Linked DNA regions of Mus musculus: region 2 is linked to region 1. The links are chromatin contacts, called in public Micro-C maps. All regions are on one chromosome and are shown on one strand. The core of a region is the stretch at or near the end of the contact, and the rest is flanking DNA. Distances in the headings are between cores, read along the strand shown.

The links. A called contact is a pair of places that touch in the nucleus more often than the background predicts.
Region 2: a contact with region 1 is called in a Micro-C map of muscle stem cells, with 2.9 times the contacts expected there. The contact joins two enhancer-like sites. A contact is called at or near these places in 7 of 484 Hi-C or Micro-C datasets (the C2C12 cell line, brown adipocytes, epidermal suprabasal cells and 2 more).

The regions. Positions count from the first base shown.
Region 1 is chr10:17,364,556-17,371,547 of GRCm38.p6, forward strand. No RefSeq gene overlaps it. Among named protein-coding and RNA genes, the nearest start is that of Gm20125, 270 kb to the left of the region's middle. Within about 2 kb of position 2,631, at least 56 of the 459 cell types and tissues checked have an H3K27ac peak or open chromatin away from gene starts, as enhancers often do. A contact at or near this core is called in muscle stem cells, where this site is marked.
Region 2 is chr10:17,507,875-17,514,866 of GRCm38.p6, forward strand. Gm32543 (a long non-coding RNA gene) reads right to left here. Exons shown (of 4, transcript XR_001779719.1): 4 at 4,206-4,387. Among named protein-coding and RNA genes, the nearest start is that of Gm32656, 150 kb to the right of the region's middle. Within about 2 kb of position 4,142, at least 40 of the 459 cell types and tissues checked have an H3K27ac peak or open chromatin away from gene starts, as enhancers often do. A contact at or near this core is called in muscle stem cells, where this site is marked.

The sequences.
Region 1 (6,992 bases), core at 1,381-3,880:
CTAGTCATAGAGCAGGCACTTCAAGCATGACAGAGACTACTATAACAGAATACTACTAAAAGCAAATTTATATTCATATTATATTTATAATATATTTATATGAATAATGTAAATATTTATATAAATGTAAAATGTATTTAGAAATTTTATTTTTTTCAGGACATAGGTACAGAGGAACTGCTATCCAATGCCAGTACAATGTTAAAGTTCAAATGAACATTGTATTGAAATAAAAGTTATCAAGAATGGAAGTCAAAGAGAAGAAGAAATTGTATCTAGCACTTCAAGTGTTCATTGAGAAATGTGGTATTTTGTTAATTGTCTTGTTCTGCCATATTGTAACCAGTTTGTACTTTTTACAAAGAGAAAACCATAACTGAATGCATCCCAAAAATATTTAAATCTTAAGATTTTACTGTCTCCTAATTCCTCTTTCCCTTTTGGACAGAGTCTGCACATTTTTCATCCTGCAAGATTACTTGTTCTTAAAACCACATTCATTCTATCTACTCAATTCACGCATGCATGCCAATATGGAGAGGTGACCATTTCTTGCCTTGTATTTTTGCAAATAACAAGGGAGGGAAGCTTGGGCAGGACAGTGGGATCTAATTTTAAACATTTCAGGAGTCAGAAAAAAAATGGTTAAGTATCTTTTCATGAAGGTAGTTGTTCAACAACAGTTGATTAGCAGAGGAATCCTGTCCATGGTAAACATTTACTAGCTATCTGTTTGAGTTGGCCATTTTTGTCTTTGATGAGACACCCTGGCTGCTGATCTCTATTATTCCATCAATCTAGCCACAGTCTGTGAGCCTAATTCTGCAGTGCAGCATACTGGCAAACTGATAGCCCAGGGTATCAGTTAACACAGGGCCTAATGTTTGCTGCTCAAATGACTGCTATGTTCCATGGATAGATTCCAGTGGTGAAGCTTACGGACTTACATCTGATGCAGCTACCTGAAGTCATCGATAGCCAGTTTTCTAGTCCAGCTGATTAGTCCTAACATGAAAGCAATTGACTCACCCACTGACAGTCTAAACCAACACATAATTTCTGACTCAAACATCTGCGATTATTTTAATAGCCTTTTCATACCTCTCTATTCTATTTATCATAACAGAAGCATTTAAAGGGAGAACACTCCTACAGAAAGAGACATGGAGTTCTTTTGTTTTTCTTTCTACTTGGAGCACCAGGGATTAAAGCTCTCGTTCAATTAGAACACATATTTAGCCTTCTAACATATCCCCAGTGAGACAGACGTTCTTCAAAAAATGTCTTATTTAAGAAATTGGTTGTCCACCCTTTTTAAAAGTATCCATATTGAAAAAAATTCCCCTATTTCTCCTTTCGGTCCATTAGTTTGCAAATATATTGAACTCTTTTTCACCATTCAGGATTATTATCTCTTAAATTACAATTTGTCAATTGCCTGAACCAACAAGGCCTTCAAACATCTCAAAACTGAGCACACTCTTCATTATCTTGCTATTACTAACAATGTAAACTGAAAACTAAGCCATCATTCTGGCAAGCATGGTTTCCCCTTGCTAATCAGACCATGGATTCTCTCTCCCCTTAGAGAGGTCAGTTTTGAGCCATCCTGTGATCACTGTTGAGCATACCCTGCTGTAGGGGTGTCTTTCCAGCATTATCCACTGTCAACGAGGACAGGCAGATGTCACAACCACACGGCAGTAAATGAAGGAAGAACACAGAACACAGAGTCTTCCTTCCTACTTGAGGAAGCTGCAGCTGATTGTAAAACTACAGAGCTTTAAGACATACCATAGAAACAGAGAACACCAAAGGAAATACTACCCAGGGAAGGGCATGTTTAAACCTTCCTGTTTGCAGCTGCTATCAACATTTTCACCCTAATGTGACCAGAAATCTCAGTTTTCAGTTGAGAAACATGAGTCACGAAACAATACTTGCTAGCCACCTTCACCTTTCCCCTCTCCACCCTCATTCATGCCCTGGTTTTGTTTTGCTTTTCTAACATTTGAATGTCCCCTTAGTTTGTATCCTGACCTACTAGAAAGTTAAAAAAATATCATTAAGTCAGTTGATCATATAACTGAATTCAAGTTACAGCCCACAATCACTTGTAAATGGCTATAAGATGCCTTCTTTCTTTCTTTCTTTCTTTCTTTCTTTCTTTCTTTCTTTCTTTCTTTCTTTCTTTTTCTTTCTTTCTCTCTTTCTCTCTCTCTCTCTCTCTCTCTCTCTCTCTCTCTCTCTCTCTCTCTTTCTTCTTCTTCTTCTTCTTCTTCTTCTTCTTCTTCTTCTTCTTCTTCTTCTTCTTCTTCTTTTTCTGACTTCTTGCCTCTAATTAATAAGAGTAAAATCTTTTCTGGAACTAAAAAAAAAAATCAAACTCAGTGGATTACTAAATGTTATATAAATAGGGCTCCATTGTGTGAGATTCACCCCCTTTCAGAAACTCTTGATTCTTCCTTCTCTCCGTGCTGGGAGGGAAGTAAAGGACAAAGGCATCATTAAAACCGGTTAACCTGATCATTTTCAAACAGACATGTGCAAAGCATCTAGGCTGGGAACCCTTTGGCAACTAAATTGTCAGGGAATAATTTATTACTGACAAGAACAGAGTGTGCAGTGGAATATCCCAAACAAGAGCATGCTCAATGAGCCAGAGGCTTGCTATAAATATCTTCCCCAGGATTGCACTTCCTAGAGTCTAAAATTATTCTAAAAGCATCACGTTCCGAGGGGAGGGGAGGAAAGGGGGTTGTGCTGTGCTGGACAGCCAAGTAGCGGGATCAAGGCAGCAGGGTTTTCTTGTGATTGTTCTAGTGACTAACCTCATTAAGTCTGTTTGCCTCTTGATTTCATAAAACAAGAATAATGAGAAAAACCTCTGAATTCCTTTCAAGATCTGAAATCTTGCAATGACAACATTGATAACCTATACACAGAACCCTGGCATCTGATGTTATGCAAACTGATCTAGGCCCATTCAAAGAAAATAGAATTTGGGCAGCTTAGGTTCAGCAAGTCAAAGAGCCCTGCTGCTAAGCCTGACAGCTGAGTATATTCAATTCTTCAGGAGTCACATGCTGAGTCACATGCTGGATGAAAAACTGAGCCCTCCCCCTCCCAAGTTGTCCTCTGACCTTCATACCCATGGCATAGAATGTGCATGCACAGACACAGAAAGTAAATTTTCAAAAAAAAAAAAAGAAAGAAAATAGAATTCAAAAATTGTAAACTAGGGCTGTTTTCAAATAACCTTTTGATTTTCATGTGAGCTATATAATCAAAAAATGTTCTTCCACATAGTGATAGTGAGTATGGCAATATAGAAAGTAAAAATTGTGCAAAGATGTTATATATGTATTTATATATATATACACACACATATATACACACACACACAAGCTAGGGCTTCAATTTTCAAAGCACAAATTTTTGTAATGTTTATCAAATTTGTTTATTCACTGTGTGAATGTGTGTGTATGTGCTCAAACCAACTATATCATATCACAGTGGGCTTGTGGAAGTTAGAGGATATCTTCCTGGAGCTGGCTAGCGATCTCCTTCCTTCACGTGAGTCCCAGAGATGGAACTCAAGTTTCCAGGCCTTATAGCAAATGCAAATGAAAAAAAAAAAAAGCTACAAAAGATAAATACTTCAAAAAATGTGGTAATAAGCAGAATTCATCTCCCCTTGATCTCTTCGTGTTTCACATTCTGCCTACATTTTAAGGTCCTTTCTATGTGTCTCTATCAAGTGCCTGTTTGGCAGGATCCATATTTTATTAATGTTTCTTTTTCTGCGTAGTATGTTACCTATAAGGACTATCAGTAAATGTGTGTGGAATTAAATACTGTTTTCAGTGTCTTGGGTGAGTGTGATACATACTTACCAGGAGTAATGAATCAAACTAAATTTAGCATTTTTTAAATCTGAATTTTAGATAAATCCCCATACTTCTTTCATTATAAGTGACTGAGAAGACTAAGATTTCACATAGAACCTGCAAAAACAAAAAACAAAACAAACCAACAAACAAAAACCTGGTAAAACAGATGTGTTGTCTTGATTTTTAATCTAAAATGAAAACAAAACCAAATCATAGCTATATACTCTTATGCTCCTATTATTCTTCCTGTATGTATCCATCCATCAAACATTTCATGAGTCAGATGCCTAAGTCTCTGTTTATATACTCCTATGAGTAAGATATGGTTCCCTCTTACAATAGTGTTTATAGCACAGAGAGAACGAAACTCACTTGTAGACAACAGATAGTTGTGGTCATATTGATATGCAAACAAGTGATTGACAGTGTTGGCTGAAGGAAGCCTCTGAGGATAAGTAATAGCTAAGGTATTTCTGAGCCAGTCAGAGCAAGAGACTTGGAGAATCCTAGTCAAAAGCAGTAGCTTCATATCTTTATTTAAGAAACTGAAAACAGTGAGTGCATATCATGTGTGTTCTTTTGTGATTGGGTTACCTCACTCAGGATGATGCCCTCCAGACCCATCCATTTGCCTAAGAATTTCATGAATTCATTGTTTTTAATAGCTGAGTAGTACTCTATTGTGTAAATGGACCACATTTTCTGTATCCATTCCTCTGTTGAGGGACATCTAGGTTCTTTCCAGCTTCTGGCTATTATAAATAAGGCTGCTATGAACATAGTGGAGCATGTGTCCTTATTACAAGTTAGAACATCTTCTGGGTATATGCCCAGGAGAGGTATTGCTGGATCTTCCAGGCACTCACTGATAAGGGGATATTAGCCCAGAAATTTAGAATACCCAAGATACAATTTGCAAAACACATGAAACTCAAGAAGAAGGAAGACTTAAGTGTGGATACTGCATTCCTTCTTAGAATGGGGAACAGAATACCCATGGATGGAGTTACAGAGACAAAGTTCGGAGCAGAACATGAAGGCAGAGACTGCCCCACTTGGGGATCCACCCCATAAACAACCACCAAACCCAGATACTAGGCAGATGCCAACAAGAGCCTCCTGACAGGGGCCTGATATAGCCGTCTCCTGCAAGGCTCTGCCAGTGCCTGGCAAATACAGAAGTGGATGCTCACAGTCATCCATTGGATGGAGCACAAGGTCCCCAATGAAGGAGCCAGAGAAATATCCAGGGAACTGAAGGGGATTGAAGCTCCATAGAAAGAATATCAATATGAACTAACCAGTACCTTCAGAGCTCCTTGGAACTATACAACCAATCAAAGAAAACACATGGTGGAACTGGTGGCTCTAGCTATATTTGTAGCAGAGGACGGCCTCATCGGTCATCAATGGGAGGAGAGGCCCTTGGTCCTGTGAAGGCTCTAAACCCCAGTATAGGGGAATGTCAAGACCATGAATGGGAGTGGGTGGGTTGGGGAGCAGGGGGAAGGGGAGGGGATAGGGGGTTTTCAGAGGGGAAACTAGGAAAGGGGATAACATTTAAAATGGAAATAAAAAAATCTAATTCAAAAAAAAAAGAAAGAAAGAAAGAAAGAAAGAAAGAAAGAAAGAAAGAAAGAAAGAAAGAAAGAAAGAAAGAAAGGGAGAAACTGAAAACAGTACTTATGCCAGATATTTTTCTAAGCACATTAAAACCAGTGTCTTCTTTAATAGGAAAACGTAAAAGGGACCATTGGTACCCTAAGGTTGCACACCAGGAGAAAGAAGGCAGAGAGAATAAATGGAATTTCACAGGTCAAGATACCTGCTTTTAGATAGTCAAGCTGTTTGAACCTAGTTCTGTTCCCGTCTCTAACTGCACCACATTTATTATGCCCTTAGCAGCCTATTCATCCATTTGTTCAGGCTCTAACCTATGTGTAGACTTGGATGCTATCAGCTCTTCTGATGATGCCTCAAGTATTGCCTAAATAGAGACTCTGAGAACTCATTGTGATTTAAAGCAATAGAGTCATGTGGTCATATTTAGGACTCCAGAAAGAACATTCTGGTTGAAACATAAGGATGAAAGACCAGGAAACCTTGAGCTGAGACACCAAAGGGCTACCAAGGCCACCAAAGGGCTACCAGGGGCTCTTCTGGACAATGCCTAGGCTTCCACCCATACTTTGGAAGAAAGCAAAGCTTCTGTTGTTTACACAAGGATTATGGAGTGAGTAAGGTCTCAGCCTAAACAGCAAGTGCTCTGGAAAGGCCATCTCTGACTTGGGGGCAAAGTAGACAAAGAGGGTTTTCAGAGAGTCTTTAAAGTGCCTATGTAAAATGAGACAGCCAAGGTCAGAAGAAAAAGTGATTTTGGATGACTTGGAGCAGGCCAGGTAAGTGAGGACTTTTTAGCCATCTGCCCTCATCTCCACTCATCACCAGCCAGCTAGTTAGTACAGAGCTAAAGTTCAAACTTTCCTCTCAGTTCGGAGCTCTGAGTTCCTCCAGTAAACAGTGAGACATCTGTAGATTGCCTAGTTTAATAGCTGGCCTGAAGTAAATAAATATAGGTGACTTCTATTGCACCACCACCCTTGCTGCTGAAGATGCACAGAAGTATCACCCTGTACAAAGCCTTATTACTTGTCCATTGTTTTATGGCAGTTCTTAAGACACAGCTCTTCATTAAGTCTTGAAATTCATGTCCTCTACTTCTATTTCCACATTCCTCCACATATATAACGCCAATTTCTAGGCAGATGACTGGAAACTATAAAAACATGGGAACTGGGTTTTTGTGTGAATGGCTTCAGTGGGAGTTAGCACGGATTTTAGTTATCACTACTTTCCACAATTCAAGAGTATCAAAAACAAATGAAAAACTTCATGTGGGTTTTCTAGAAGGCTTCCAGACAGTTTGCAGTAAGATCACTGGAAGCTATTCTTGTTTATCCTGCAATCGCTTTTTTTTTTTTTTAAAGATGGGGGTAGTATTAATATATTTCTGTTTCATAGGATAAATGGCAGAGAGTTTCCATTTCCTATCATTTTCCATTATACAAGATTTCTGTGCCCTAAAATCAATTTCCTGAA
Region 2 (6,992 bases), core at 2,892-5,391, 140 kb after region 1:
GAGGCTGGAAATATTCTAGGCCTGGATTAGATTGTACAGAGGCTAGAAGCTTCCAGGATTAGGTCTAGGTTAGCAGACACAGGAAGTGAACCTCAGAGATGACAAACAAATAAGGCAAATAAAAGATACTTTAACACACACATACATATAATTAAAATAAAATAAAGTCATTTTTAAAGCTTTAATTGAAAGGACAGCTTCAAGATGCACTAAGCATCCTATCCCCAGAAGTAGAATAGAGGCTGAGTACCCACAGGGAGGAGTTGTATGTCAGGCTGATCCCCATGGTATTGGCTGTACCCAGAGCCCCTTCCAATGTTAGCATCTGTATTTCCATGACTCTTTCTCTACTGTGGTTATTTTTTCTCTGCTTCCCCTACTCATCTATCCTAGATCACAGCATCTCAGATCTCAGAGTTTCTTGATCTTGGATTTTTTTTTTTTCCCTTTAGCTTGAAGGTACGCTTTAAAAAAAAAAAAAAAGAAAGAAAGAAAAAAAAAGTTTCAAATGACAAACTGACAACTGAACAAAAGGCAGAAATAAAAATATGAAAAACGTTAGTCTCACAGGAAATCAAATATTTGATGATATAAAGGATGTCCCCGGCATGTGTGTACACAAGTGTTTAAAGCACAGAGAGTTTTGTAAAGTAAAATGTTTCCACCAGCTGACACCCTCACAAAGCAGCCCTTGCACAACAGAGACAGAAGAAAAGGCAACCTGAAGCTAATTCCTTCTAGATAGGAGCTAATAGGCATTTAATTACAAAATTCCTTTTTCTTTTTCCTTCTTGCCATGCAAAGATTCTAAGTAAATAAACAACATTTTACCCTCATGTAAAAGTAGAAGTCGATGACACCTCTGCTTTTATCCCCACATCCAACCTTATTTTCCTCAGCATCAGAGTATGGAGACATTTGTCCTTCAGTTTTGCCTCTAAGCCCCCCTCTACCCTTAACCTTCCTCCACTTCCCACTTTGCTTTGCAGACCCGAAAATATTGCCACACCCCTCGTGTTCATTAGAAACTCTGTCATGAGCTGGGGAGATGGCTCAGCAGGTAAAAGCACTGACTGTTCTTGCAAAGGTCCTAAGTTCAAATCCCAGCAACACATGATGGCTCACAGCCATCTGTAATGAGGTCTGATGCCCTTTTCTGGGGTGTCTGAAGACAGCTACAGTGTACTTACATGTAATAAATAAATCAACCTTTAAAAAAAAAAAGAAAAGAAACTGTCATGACTGGGCTTCTTTTCCAACTACCAAGTCTCTAGTTTCTTCTATGTCTCTCTCTTTCTCTTTCCTCTGTAACTCTGCTTACTCCGGTTCCTTGTCTCAGGTGCCCTTTGGCTTCACAACCCCTGACCCCCACAATAATCCGGACACCTTTCAAGGGCTCCTGTAATAACCCCCAAAACATTCTTTTGAAACAATCCATTAACCTCTGTTGCTTTGCACTTGGCCCTCAGTAAAGAGAATACAAACATTTTAAGGAAAGCCAGTGACGGAATGACCTAACTCTAGACAAAAGCATCTGAAATGTCATTGACAACCTCAATCGTCTCAGTTTGGTTTGGGATTCCATTTGTTTCAGATTAACAAGGCCAGCAAACAGCTATTTCTGTGTCCCTAAAGTAATAATATAGTAACTCCAATTTAAAAATGAAGGAGAAAAACTAGTCATAATATTAGTACCAGACAACAAATAACACGGTGGCAAATGCATACTTTCCCCGGGGCATTTGGTCTAATCGCTCTGTGATCTCTAGAACTCCTCTTAGCCTTTTTCTTTCCAAGTCTGAATTCCAGTGATAGCATCCACAGACAACAAGCTGCCATGGAGACACCTAGTCTTGTCAGTTGCTTCCCGGCTGACATGGAAGAGACTGCCAGAGAAGTCACATAAAGTCGGAGCAGCCATGATCACAATGTTTGCCAATTTGCTTTTAGTTTGAGGACTTAAAACACACACACACACACACACACACACACACACACACACACACACACACACACCTGAACAGTCTACATTTTGTGGGTTTTTTTTTTAAGTTTTTCTTTATTGGAAGATGGAACTGTAAGATCCTGACTTTGATTCTTCCATCCTGTCTTCATAATGACCCTATTAACATTACCGTATAGCTTGAGTGTATTTAGTGTGTGAAAACCCAAGGTTAACATTGAGGGTCTTTCATCATTCTCCACCTTTTGTTTTGTTTTGTTTTGTTTTATTTTTTTTTTTTGTTTTGAAACAGTCTTTTAGTGAACCTGGGGCTCACAGATTTGACTATACTGGCTGTCGTGCAAAGTCCAGGGAATCCTCCTGTCTCTGCACCCTTCCTTCCTCCAACTACAAATGCTGGGATTAGCAATGGCCAGCTTTTATGTGAATGGGGAGGATTCGAACTCAGGTCCTAATCCTTGTGACCCAGCTCTTTCCTGAGTCATCTCCCCACACCCTCAAACTGTATAGTTCTATGTTTTGTGAAGCCCCATTTGACAGAAGACAAGACTCAGGTGTGGACACATCAGCCACATGGCTTTAGAGGTACTGAGTCAGGGCAGGTGGTTTTCAGGTCTAAGCCAGAACACCACCCCAACAGGGCAGACCCCAGGAAACAGTGAGAAGAGACTTTAAAGATTCACATGTAGAATTCAAGAAGAAATCAATCTGGGCATATATTTCCCTTTCGTAGAGTCCGTCAGTTTCGGGGTTGTTGTTTGAGTGTTCGGTTTTGGTTTTGGTTTGTTTCATTTTTTTTTCTTTGTTTGTTTTTAAAAGTAGAATAGTGTGGGAAAAGGAAGGAGGAAAACCATCTACAGATTTGGAAAACAGTTTGATCTAAAGAGGTCATTCTGTGAGTTTGCTTACTTCCTGGACTATCAGCGGTAGATTTAGCTGTATCTTCTGAGCTACTGATTAGCAAGTACAATGTCAATTTACAGATTTTGTTAATCATTGTCCCTTTAGCGAGCACATTTTCCAATCTGTTTGAAAATTAGTCAAGTAGTTCAGAAAAAAAAAAAAAAAAAAAAAAGGTATACTGAGCCAGTTTGATGGGAGAGAAGAGAGCTCAGACACTGTGCCGGCATCAATGTTTACCAAGTTGAGACCCTCCTAAGATTCTAAGAAAAAGAACTCCTGGAGGAAGTTCCTGCCCTCAGAAAAGCATTCCACAAGGCTTACCAATTAAGGAAATCCAAGACTTGAGAGATGTTTCCCTCCCGACAAGCCATCCCAAACAGATGAACTTACCATGTAAAATAATCAATAAAGAGGATATCATAAGGATATCATAAACAGAAGTAAGTGAAGAGGACACGGTGGTGGCTTGTTTCCTTTTACTGAAAGCATCTCCAGTAATTACCATCAAACTGGACTAAATCTGAGATGGCAGTGACCGTGCCTGGCTAGATAGCCCTGTTTGTCATTGTTTGGTTAGACTGCAAATGTCTTTTAAATCTCTTTAATTTGAAAGATTTTTTTTTTCCAGCAAGTAACTCTCTTGGCCTTCTGAGCAACAGAGTATCTGTGTTTTTTTTTTTTTTTTTTTTTTTTTCTAAATTTGGTTGTTATGTTGTTGTTTGATTTTATTCAGGAGGAGGGCATGGGGATAAAGGACAGAGTGTGTTTGTGTGATGCATATTTTTTCCGTAAATTAAATGAGATGATACTATGACCCACCGGCTCTGTCACGCTCCCTCCTCCTTCCCCCGTACCCTCCCTCCTCCGGTTCTTGTCGCTCTTCTGCTAGTGGGAAGTCTGGAGGCATTTAGGCATACGGTGAGGTGAAGAAGAAAATTTTAAAGTTATACCGTTTATTTTTTTTTTTAAACCATGTCCATGTGGAATTTTCAGGCAAACAAACACTTGTTTTTGAATCCTGAACAAAATAAAGAGACAAGAAGATGTGCATCTGCATGCACAGAGCTGGGTGATAAAGACAGAAGAGAGGTGCTAGAAAAATATTCCAAGAAGGCGCTGCTGGTATTTGCGTTACTTCTAGGCCAAAAGGCGAAGGTTCTCCTGAGGGTAGGGTTGTTTTCCCCAGGACCGAGTGGGACAAAGGATAAGGAAGGCAGAGTTTTGTTTGTAGTGACTGTCAATTTCTGTGAGAAATTATCCACTCCAGTAAGTTTTGTTATTTTGGCAGCTTTATTCTCAGACCTGACAGTGCCCTTTCCTTTCAGGCAGGGTGCGGGCGGGGGCTGGGAGGGAGGACCGGGGGCTGGGAGGGAGGACCAGGTTCGAGTGATCTCTGGGAGCGGTTGGAGGCAACAGCTGTAGGCAGGGATGAGAAAGGCCCTGGGAGAGAGGAGCGTTGTTGTTTCTCCGTTTCTCAAGCTGCTCTTCTTTCTGCTCTTGTTTATGCTTCAGAATTTCACACTGTGGTTAAAGGAGACAAGGTGTAATTTAGCATGCCCCTTGTAAATGCTGAGCGCCAGCACTTAGGCACACACAGGGAGTTTTAATGGGTACACAAATTAAGACAGTACCTTCAGAGAAAAATAAAAATCTTAAATAATAAGCAAAAGCTGACAGTTAGCTATGGTCAGTGCAGCCTGTTGTTTTTGTTGTTGTTGTTGTTGTTGTTGTTTTTGCTTTCTATTTAGAGGCAAAAAACCTGTAAATCCAGTTTCTGAGCTGTAATTTGGAGTTATACCAAAGAAGAATGCTGTAAATAAGACCAAGTTAAAATATGTACTCCAGAGTAAGCATTTTACTGTGACATTATTAAAAAAAAAAAAAAGCAAAAGCAAACTTTACGTTTACTGAAAAGGAATGTTCCAGTAATTACCACAAGATTCCACAGCTGCTAAATGAGAGAAACTATTTTTCTTTCTTGGAATGTAACTCATCAAGTCTCACAATTGCCTCATAACTAATCAGGGCTCTTATGAAAATGTTAGTAGCCAAAAGAGCCACTTGGATTGTCTTCGTTCCTCTGACAGGCATGCCTGCCACTTCTAATAACCTCCCTTTTAAAACTTTAAAATGTGTTCGCTCAAAATGTGCTTTAACAACAACAATAAAATATGCTCTAAAATATTCACACAGGATTTCAATAGAGCATCAATTTCCTTAAGCATTTCTTTACAACATGCAATGAAAAGACACTCAGGGAAAAGGAAGGGTGCACTTGGTGATGTTGGGAAAAACTACTTCCAGGGTTCTTTTAAAATCTCATTATTTGAGGACACGATGCTGGGAAGCCCCATTGCAAGACTATATATGTGACATCCAGGAAAACAACCATACCTGAATTCAACTTTGTTCATACATGTAAATATCGACCCCAAACATTTGGCCAAGATGTTATGTTGGGTTTAGCAAACATAATTACAGGCCAAACACAAATACTGCTCATAATTTGTGTGTAGTGGGAACTTAAATTGCATTCAATAAGAACTTGTGGCTTGCTTTCTTTGCTCCTAGATCCCAGGCCTTGTATCAGTCAGCAATTACAACAATGCCACTGAACAATAGATCTTGACATATTTGTAACATAGAAAAGGTAGCATTTCTCCTATACTGGTCTATATGTGAGTCAGACTTGGCTGATATATATGAGGTTTCCTTGGACTTGACCCCGGCCTTTGAAATGAGTCAAATTTAGCCATTCTTCCACAATTCAGTGGCTGTCAGACTCAAGAGTTTTTCAGAATTAAAAGAAAGAGGGCTAAACTGGAAGTTCATTTTAAGCTCTTGCTCTTGTGACGTCTAACACCTCATTGGCCAAAATAAGTCACACATCAAACCCATCACAAACGGAAGAAGAAGATGTCACTCTTAAGAAATAGTGATAATAATGTGGCTAGGGTGATGGCTCAATGGTTAAGGTTACTTATGGAGGACCTGGGTTCTATTCCTAGCATCCACAGTGTGACCCACAACCATCCGTAACTCTAGGTCTAGAGGACTTGACTCCCTCTCTGAATTCCAAGGGCACAGACACACACGCAGGCAAAACACTTGTATACATAAAACGCATCTTTAGAAATGAGCAAAAATTTTTTAAGCAGTAATAGTGCTGAAGAGGAAAGTGAATACGTGCTGGAGGAAATCCAAAGCCTTCCCTCTCTGCGGCAATGCTTTCTCCAGGAAATCTCATCAAACCGGAAGATCAGCTTCCTCTCCTCACATGCATAATTCATAACTTACATTTCCAGCTCAAAACTCTCCCTTTAGTTTCATAGTTTCATAACCAAAGAATTATTTGATACTTGTGCTTGGTTATTTCAAAGATGTTTTACATTTATTATGTCTCAAACAGAACTCATGATGGCCCAACTCCCACCCATGGGCTGAAAGAGAGGTGCTGGTTATATCCTGTCAGCCACTGCATGCTCCAGCACCCATTCATACAAATTAGAAATCAAAGAATCTGTAATATTGCCTCTTCTTCAAGTTCAGTGTCCAACTGATCTCCAGACTTATTTTACCTTGGGCTTTTCACTTCTCCACATCTTTACCAGAACCCCCCTCCACATTTCTGTATCCCACACCTCATCCCTATGATATCTACTAACCACCACAGCCATTATTTTAAAAATCAACTTCATTTTCTTTAATTTCCCCAGTACTTACAATAATCATCACTAAATTATTAAACCACAAAATTATTAAATAAATATAAGGTGCACACAAAACCCATAAACAGCTCAAGGGAGATCAGTATACACAGGGAGCAACTGGAATATGTGCAAATAGTGTACAGGCAAATAGTTGTCAGATTTGCCTGTGTATGGTCACAGTCCCTCTGCCACAGGAGAGCCTTTCTGGCCTTGTAGAGAGAGCTGTTCCCATAACCTCTAGCTATCAGCCATGGTGAACTCTGTTACGTTCTACCACACAAAGTTCCAGAGAAAGCAGAGAACTCTCGTGTCCCTGGGCACCAGAGTTTGTTTGTAATGGTTCCTCCTTTCACAGACTTGTTCCAGGATTTGTGCACCAGGGCGGCGACTTCACATGCCACAGTGGCCCTAATGGC